Linked DNA regions of Bicyclus anynana: region 1 is linked to region 2. A link is a contact called in public Hi-C data. All regions are on one chromosome and are shown on one strand. The core of a region is the stretch at or near the end of the contact, and the rest is flanking DNA. Distances in the headings are between cores, read along the strand shown.

Evidence for each region. Hi-C and Micro-C count contacts between places; a contact is called where the count stands out from the background.
Region 1: a contact with region 2 is called in a Hi-C map of whole larva, with 1.9 times the contacts expected there. The contact joins two enhancer-like sites. A contact is called at or near these places in 2 of 2 Hi-C or Micro-C datasets (whole body and whole larva).

The regions. Positions count from the first base shown.
Region 1 is chr2:10,845,673-10,848,860 of ilBicAnyn1.1, reverse strand. All of the region lies in intron 22 of LOC112043219, which reads right to left. Among protein-coding and RNA genes, the nearest start is that of LOC112043223, 15 kb to the left of the region's middle. Within about 2 kb of position 1,295, at least 4 of the 8 cell types and tissues checked have open chromatin away from gene starts, as enhancers often do.
Region 2 is chr2:10,808,759-10,811,505 of ilBicAnyn1.1, reverse strand. All of the region lies in intron 17 of LOC112043219, which reads right to left. Among protein-coding and RNA genes, the nearest start is that of LOC112043223, 52 kb to the left of the region's middle. Within about 2 kb of position 1,280, at least 2 of the 8 cell types and tissues checked have open chromatin away from gene starts, as enhancers often do.

The DNA of each region.
Region 1 (3,188 bases), core at 46-2,545, 37 kb before region 2:
CAAAGGGCATCTCCTCCTGAGTCCTTCGTTGGTATCGCAGATAACTATTTTTTGATTTCATAAAACAATACTTTGAAGGGTTGTACAAGTTTTGCCCATGAAAACTATTCCTGACAGGGGAGCCGCAGTAGGTATACCACACCTTTTATTAAAAACTAGCGGACGCCCGCGACTTCGTCTGCGTGAAACCCTAATACTACGCCTACCGCTACCCTACCCTACCTCTACCCTACTCCTATCCTACTATCCCTATGGTAGGGACCATGCGACGGCGACGGAAGCTTAAAAAATGGAGTAACTTCTTCCGTTTTCCCAACATTTCACTTCACTGCTCTGGTCCTATTGACGGTAGCGTAATTGAAAGTAGGTATACTTTGACCTGCCCAGGAATATGAAGAATTGTACCAAGTTATGTTAAAATCCGTCGAGTAGTTTTTGTTTCTATAACGAACATACCACGCGACGGAAGCTTAAAAAATTGAGTAACTTCTCCCGTTGTCGTAACATTTCCCTTCACTGCTCTCCTATTGATCGTAGCGTGATGAAAAGTATACTATAACCTGCCCAGGAGTATGAAAAATAATTGTACCAAGTTTCGTTAAAATCCGTCGAGTAGTTTTTGTTATAAAGAACATACAGACAGACGGACAGACATACAGACAAAAATTTTACTGATTGCATTTTTGGCATCAGTATCGACCACTTATCACCCCCTGATAGTTATTTCGGAAATATATTTCATGAACAGAATTGACCTCTCTACAGATTTATTATAAGTATAGAAGATATCCAAATTTCATATTGCGTGGCTATTTTAGGCATTAGGGCGCCACTTAGGTATAATAGATATAAATTACTAGCAGACGCCCAGAGGTTTCACCGGTGGGGAATACAATACAGGGATAACCTATGATAACTATCATACCTATGATAACCTGGTAACTAGGATTCATTTCCTTTTTGGAAAATACAATATCCTCTCGCTATAAGTAGAAGGGGTCTGGCCCTATGGAAATGTTTGTCAAAATAAAATATAACTGTTAACATGGAATTTATTAAATAGATCTAAAAATATTCTATTTTACAAAACACGCGCACTCACGCAGCACGGTTTTACCATACTTAAACCAAAATCACGCAGATGCCACTCCAAAGAAGAATCCACCGACAAATCCAACAGAGAAGCAACTGTTGTTTCTGACGAAGTTACCCACCTTGTCTATTATCTCTTGACTCCTCCCGATAGTCTCCCTAACTTTGTCCCAGTTCACATTTATGTAGCCCAAATCGGTAGCGAAATGGAGCAGTATAACACCGCCGCCTAAACCGAAGGCAGCGATTTTGCCGATCTTAGCGATGCCTACACCACTCAACCATCCACTGATAGTCCCCAATATCAAGTCTTTAGTGTTATTTTTCGATATTTTATTGAGCGTTTCGTCGAAGAATGCTTTTTCTTTGGGTCCTATTACTTCAGTCTTCGAGTGATGACGTAAATCAAAGTCTGGTATGGGTTTAGCCATTTTATAGACCCATGCTATAAATAAAGTATTAGCAAAAGGCAAGATCAGTACAGTAACAATTTGTTGTCAAGTTTAAAGAGGCGATGAAAATGTCGTTTTAGTTTTTTGGTACCTTGGGTAATTTATTGTAAATATGACAGTTATATAAGTTGACAGAACTTTTAGATAGCAATTTCGAGTCAATCACAGAGGATACAAAAACGATAAACGAGCTCTGGTTTAAAGGCACGTTTACAATAATCATTTTAACATATTTAAATAGTTAAGGCTTGTTTTAATCCTTCCAGTTTTTAAAATTTTGGTTCTTGTCCATATAAAGCAAAATCTTTAGAACCAAAGATAATCATTTAAGAAACTAAGGTACATCAAAATGTCTTCAACACTGGTTAGTTGTCCTATGATAAATAAAATTATGTAACTTTTCTATTACTCGTAATTTTGTATCAAAGGCCTCATAAAAGCAGTACCCGGTGGCAATTTACTAACATTAGTCGATCTCGGCTTGTTCTTAAGATGCATTTACTGAAACTGCACACATACAACGGATACTACATGCGCTACCTAAAAGCGTGGAGGGGAGGGGGAGGGGGGAGGGAAAACAAAAAATAAATAAAAACAACTACCGCCCGCGAGCGCCGCGCGCCGGGCGGAACGGGGCGCTCGCGCGCTCGTCATGCACAAATATTAATTTCACTGAATGTATTTCAATAAAATTATATTTTTTTTTTCACTTGTTAGGTATTGTCCATATGATGTCTAACTATAATGTATATGTACACGGCGCGGGCGTCATCGCCTAAATGCTTTGCGTCGATTAGAAATTAAACCGTGAAAAATATTGAACACCTATTAAAAGCTAAAATTAATAATAACTATCTAAGTTAAACGTACAAAGAGGTTTTTTTTGTTATAAAATTTCGAACGTGTTCGATGTGCGACCGCCCGGGTCCGGAATACTGCGGGGATTTTAAGTCTTATCACAAAATGCAGTAATTATTATTTATTATCGCAAAGCAGATTGCACGCAGCTCGGACGAGCTACAAATTTAAAGCCTACTTAAAAAGAAAGGTCGTCCCCGGGCGGCCGATTTTGCGACCGATGACATGACGAGCGAAAACATTTCTTTAAGCGTAAAAATACGCTACTACTTCATAGTATTTATAATACAGATAGATACGGCACAGAGAAAGATACAGCCGATTTCACCATTATGTTCATTGAATCGACCGATCATTTCAATCCGCAATCAATTTGCAACATAGCTCCTTATTCAGGAAATCTCATCTACTACAGATTGTACAATTTCATTTTAAAGTATATAAATCATTATAAAATCGGCTAGTTGTGAAATCGGCCAATCGCAACTAAAGTCTCATTTCGCTCGTCAGGTCAAAGGTCGCCAGTACGCATCCTTTATTTCTACGTATAGAAAACGGCACGTACATTACCCACACAATTTAATTTACACTTTTAAGTAAACGATTGTCGATAAAATTATTAGAGATTAATATTAAAATCTATATGGGCACGGCCGATACACAGTCAGTCTCAGATAATAGTGAACCACTAACTAAAAAAAATCATCATTAGAAAATATATGATCCAGAATGTCAATTAGTTAAAACGTTTGCCCAAAATGGCATACATAATTTGATATAACTTGT
Region 2 (2,747 bases), core at 31-2,530:
CCAACTCGGGAATAAATAATTTATACCGCGAGTGCCTTCCACTCGGCGGAATGGTAAGAATACACTGGAAACTTGAATCTCTTACTTCTTATCTATTGTACTATGAAACTTTAATGGAACTGTATCTATCTATCTATACTATCTATCTATACTTGATACACTCTATTTGGTATTTAGAACTGAGTCTTTAATCTTAAAAGCAAACAAGAATTATAAATTTTCAAGACACTCAAGGGAGAGGAGATTCTCAATACGTCAGAATATTTTTAAGCGGTCAAATATAAGTAACATAAAATGACTTAACCGCTAACATGAGAACATTTTCAGCTTCTGGAATACGAATAACTAGTCTAAAGATATCGTTCGAGATTATTTAAAAGTAATATATCATGGTAACTCAGGCAAAGTAAACGTGCCAAATAAGTGGAAGTAATAGTGAGCTCAAAGCTCTGTTTCAAGTGCCCAGCGAATGTACACAGGCCGCAATGCCACGGCGCCTGCGCTTTGTTGCTGTGAGTTTCCGTTCTACCACGATTTTCTAATTCTCAAGTGCGCTTTTAGTATACCTACTATAAGTCACATCGTAGTATAAGGTATTTTCCTGATAATATATTTCTTTTAGATTTCTTATAATTGGACCGCAGTACTGGTCTAGGCGAGCTCTTTAGCTCTGCCAAAGTAGAGCCCATGGTCTAGTAGAGAAGCAGGGTTGGAACGGCTTAGTAAAGGCGTCCCTGACATCGGCATAAGAGCGGACGTGGAAATCGATGGTAACTCCATCGGGTTTCCACGGGCTAAGTGAGATTTGCCTGATCTGACACCTCGGTAACCATGGTTGGAATGCACGTCGCGAGTTAAAAGTTATGTAGCGAAAGATGAAATATGTATTATTTTATATTTTTAAATTCATAAACATTATTAGCTAGGTAATGATGTTTCCAAAGCTACTAAATTACTACTCTAAAAATGAGCTTACAAATAATTAATATGATGGCCGATTTCCTAGGTGAATCTTGGCATATTAATAGATTCGTATTGAATTATTTTAATCAATGTGCAATTATAATATTAGTACTTTTGTCAGTGAAACGGCTTCTCGAGATCATTAAATTCGTATGTCGATAGATATTATACGATTGTGATAGAACTTTAGAGATCTACATCCACTAGTTAACCTTTTATTATGAAAGCCGTGACTGAACCAACAATGAAAACGTACACCCACACGGCGACCCGAAGATTAAACGTCCGTAAAAAGAGGGCACCGCGGCAATAATGTCTTGATACCACTGTGGGAACGACCCTCCGTCCGATTATCACCCCTAATTGCACACACCTTAGAGCCATAGTTCTGTGGAGTGGTTACAATGATATTTTAACTTTATATGACACATGTCCATTTACTAAAGACCTTTCAGAGGTTTAGAATGGCTTGTGCGCCAGCCATTTCTGGGCTTTATTTACTTAGCAGAGGAACTATGGAGGTATTCGTGTTAATGGTCTGAATTTATTACACTGCGTACACAGAGGGTAGTTTACAAACGCGGTAGTTGCTTTCAGCGTTGTCTTAACGAGGACAGTACTTACTTATATTTTAGATGTCCTGAAAATGTTTACGCATCGTTAAAGTTCTACGGAAATGAATTATTTAAATCTACGAAGAAGATAGGGCTAAAGGTAATTAGGGTCATAGCTCACAAGACCTAATCAGCTCGCATATCATCATAACCTGTGGTCAAGGCGATCCTGTTACACTACAGAGTGAGAAAGTAAGTCCATATCAAGCTCATCAATTCATCAATATCAGCTGATGGACTCCAGTGCTAAACAAGGGGTACTTTTAAGGACTTCTAAATGACACGGTTTTGAGCCGCCTGCATCCGCCTGTAACTCGTTTGTGACCTTCATTGCTTAATTAATGTAAAAATATGATAAAATTATATGAAAAATAATGAATTGTTGTAGTTGTGTTGCCATTACAGGTGGTAGGTACTACTTGTCCCATACTTTCGACAACAAGTGGTTTTTATATCTTACATATACACCGTTTACCATCCAACCAAAATGTAGTTTTTAGCTATATTTGGGTATATGTTCACGTAAACTATGCGTTTCAATAAATAAATGCTTTATTTAATATTTATTTATACTTAAGTCCATTTTGTTTAGCGTGGTCTCTTACACTAGCAGCGCACAAAATAGCAAGCAAGGCACGTAGAGTCGTAAACATATTGTGCCTAATGCAAACATTACGTGCGTCTTGTGTACACATTTACGAATTCACTGTAATTATTTTTATTGCTACTGGTGAGTTACTAACAATGGTTTATGAACAGAAATAAACTTTAATATATCTAATATGTATTAAGTATAAGTATTAATAGCAACCCGCCCTAAATTTTCATAAATAAGACTGGGTAGTTGTTCAAAAGAAATGCGATAATAATCACGTAATTTCATGAAAAGCCGTAGGTAAGCTATAAAATCTTCAAAAGTTTATGATAACCATCCAAAGTTAAATGATAATGCAAGAAAAATTCAAAAAACACTACGAGAATAACGAAATCGAGTAATTTGTGGATTAAAACATGTACTTACTAACTGAATTCTAGATACAAGAAACCGATAGAAAATAAACAATAACACTAATTAAACCGCCACTGTTTGTAAAACGTAAACATAATACTCGCTTTTTAGCATATGTTCAGAAGTTTCAAGGGGTTAAAATAACGATGTCACGGCACAAA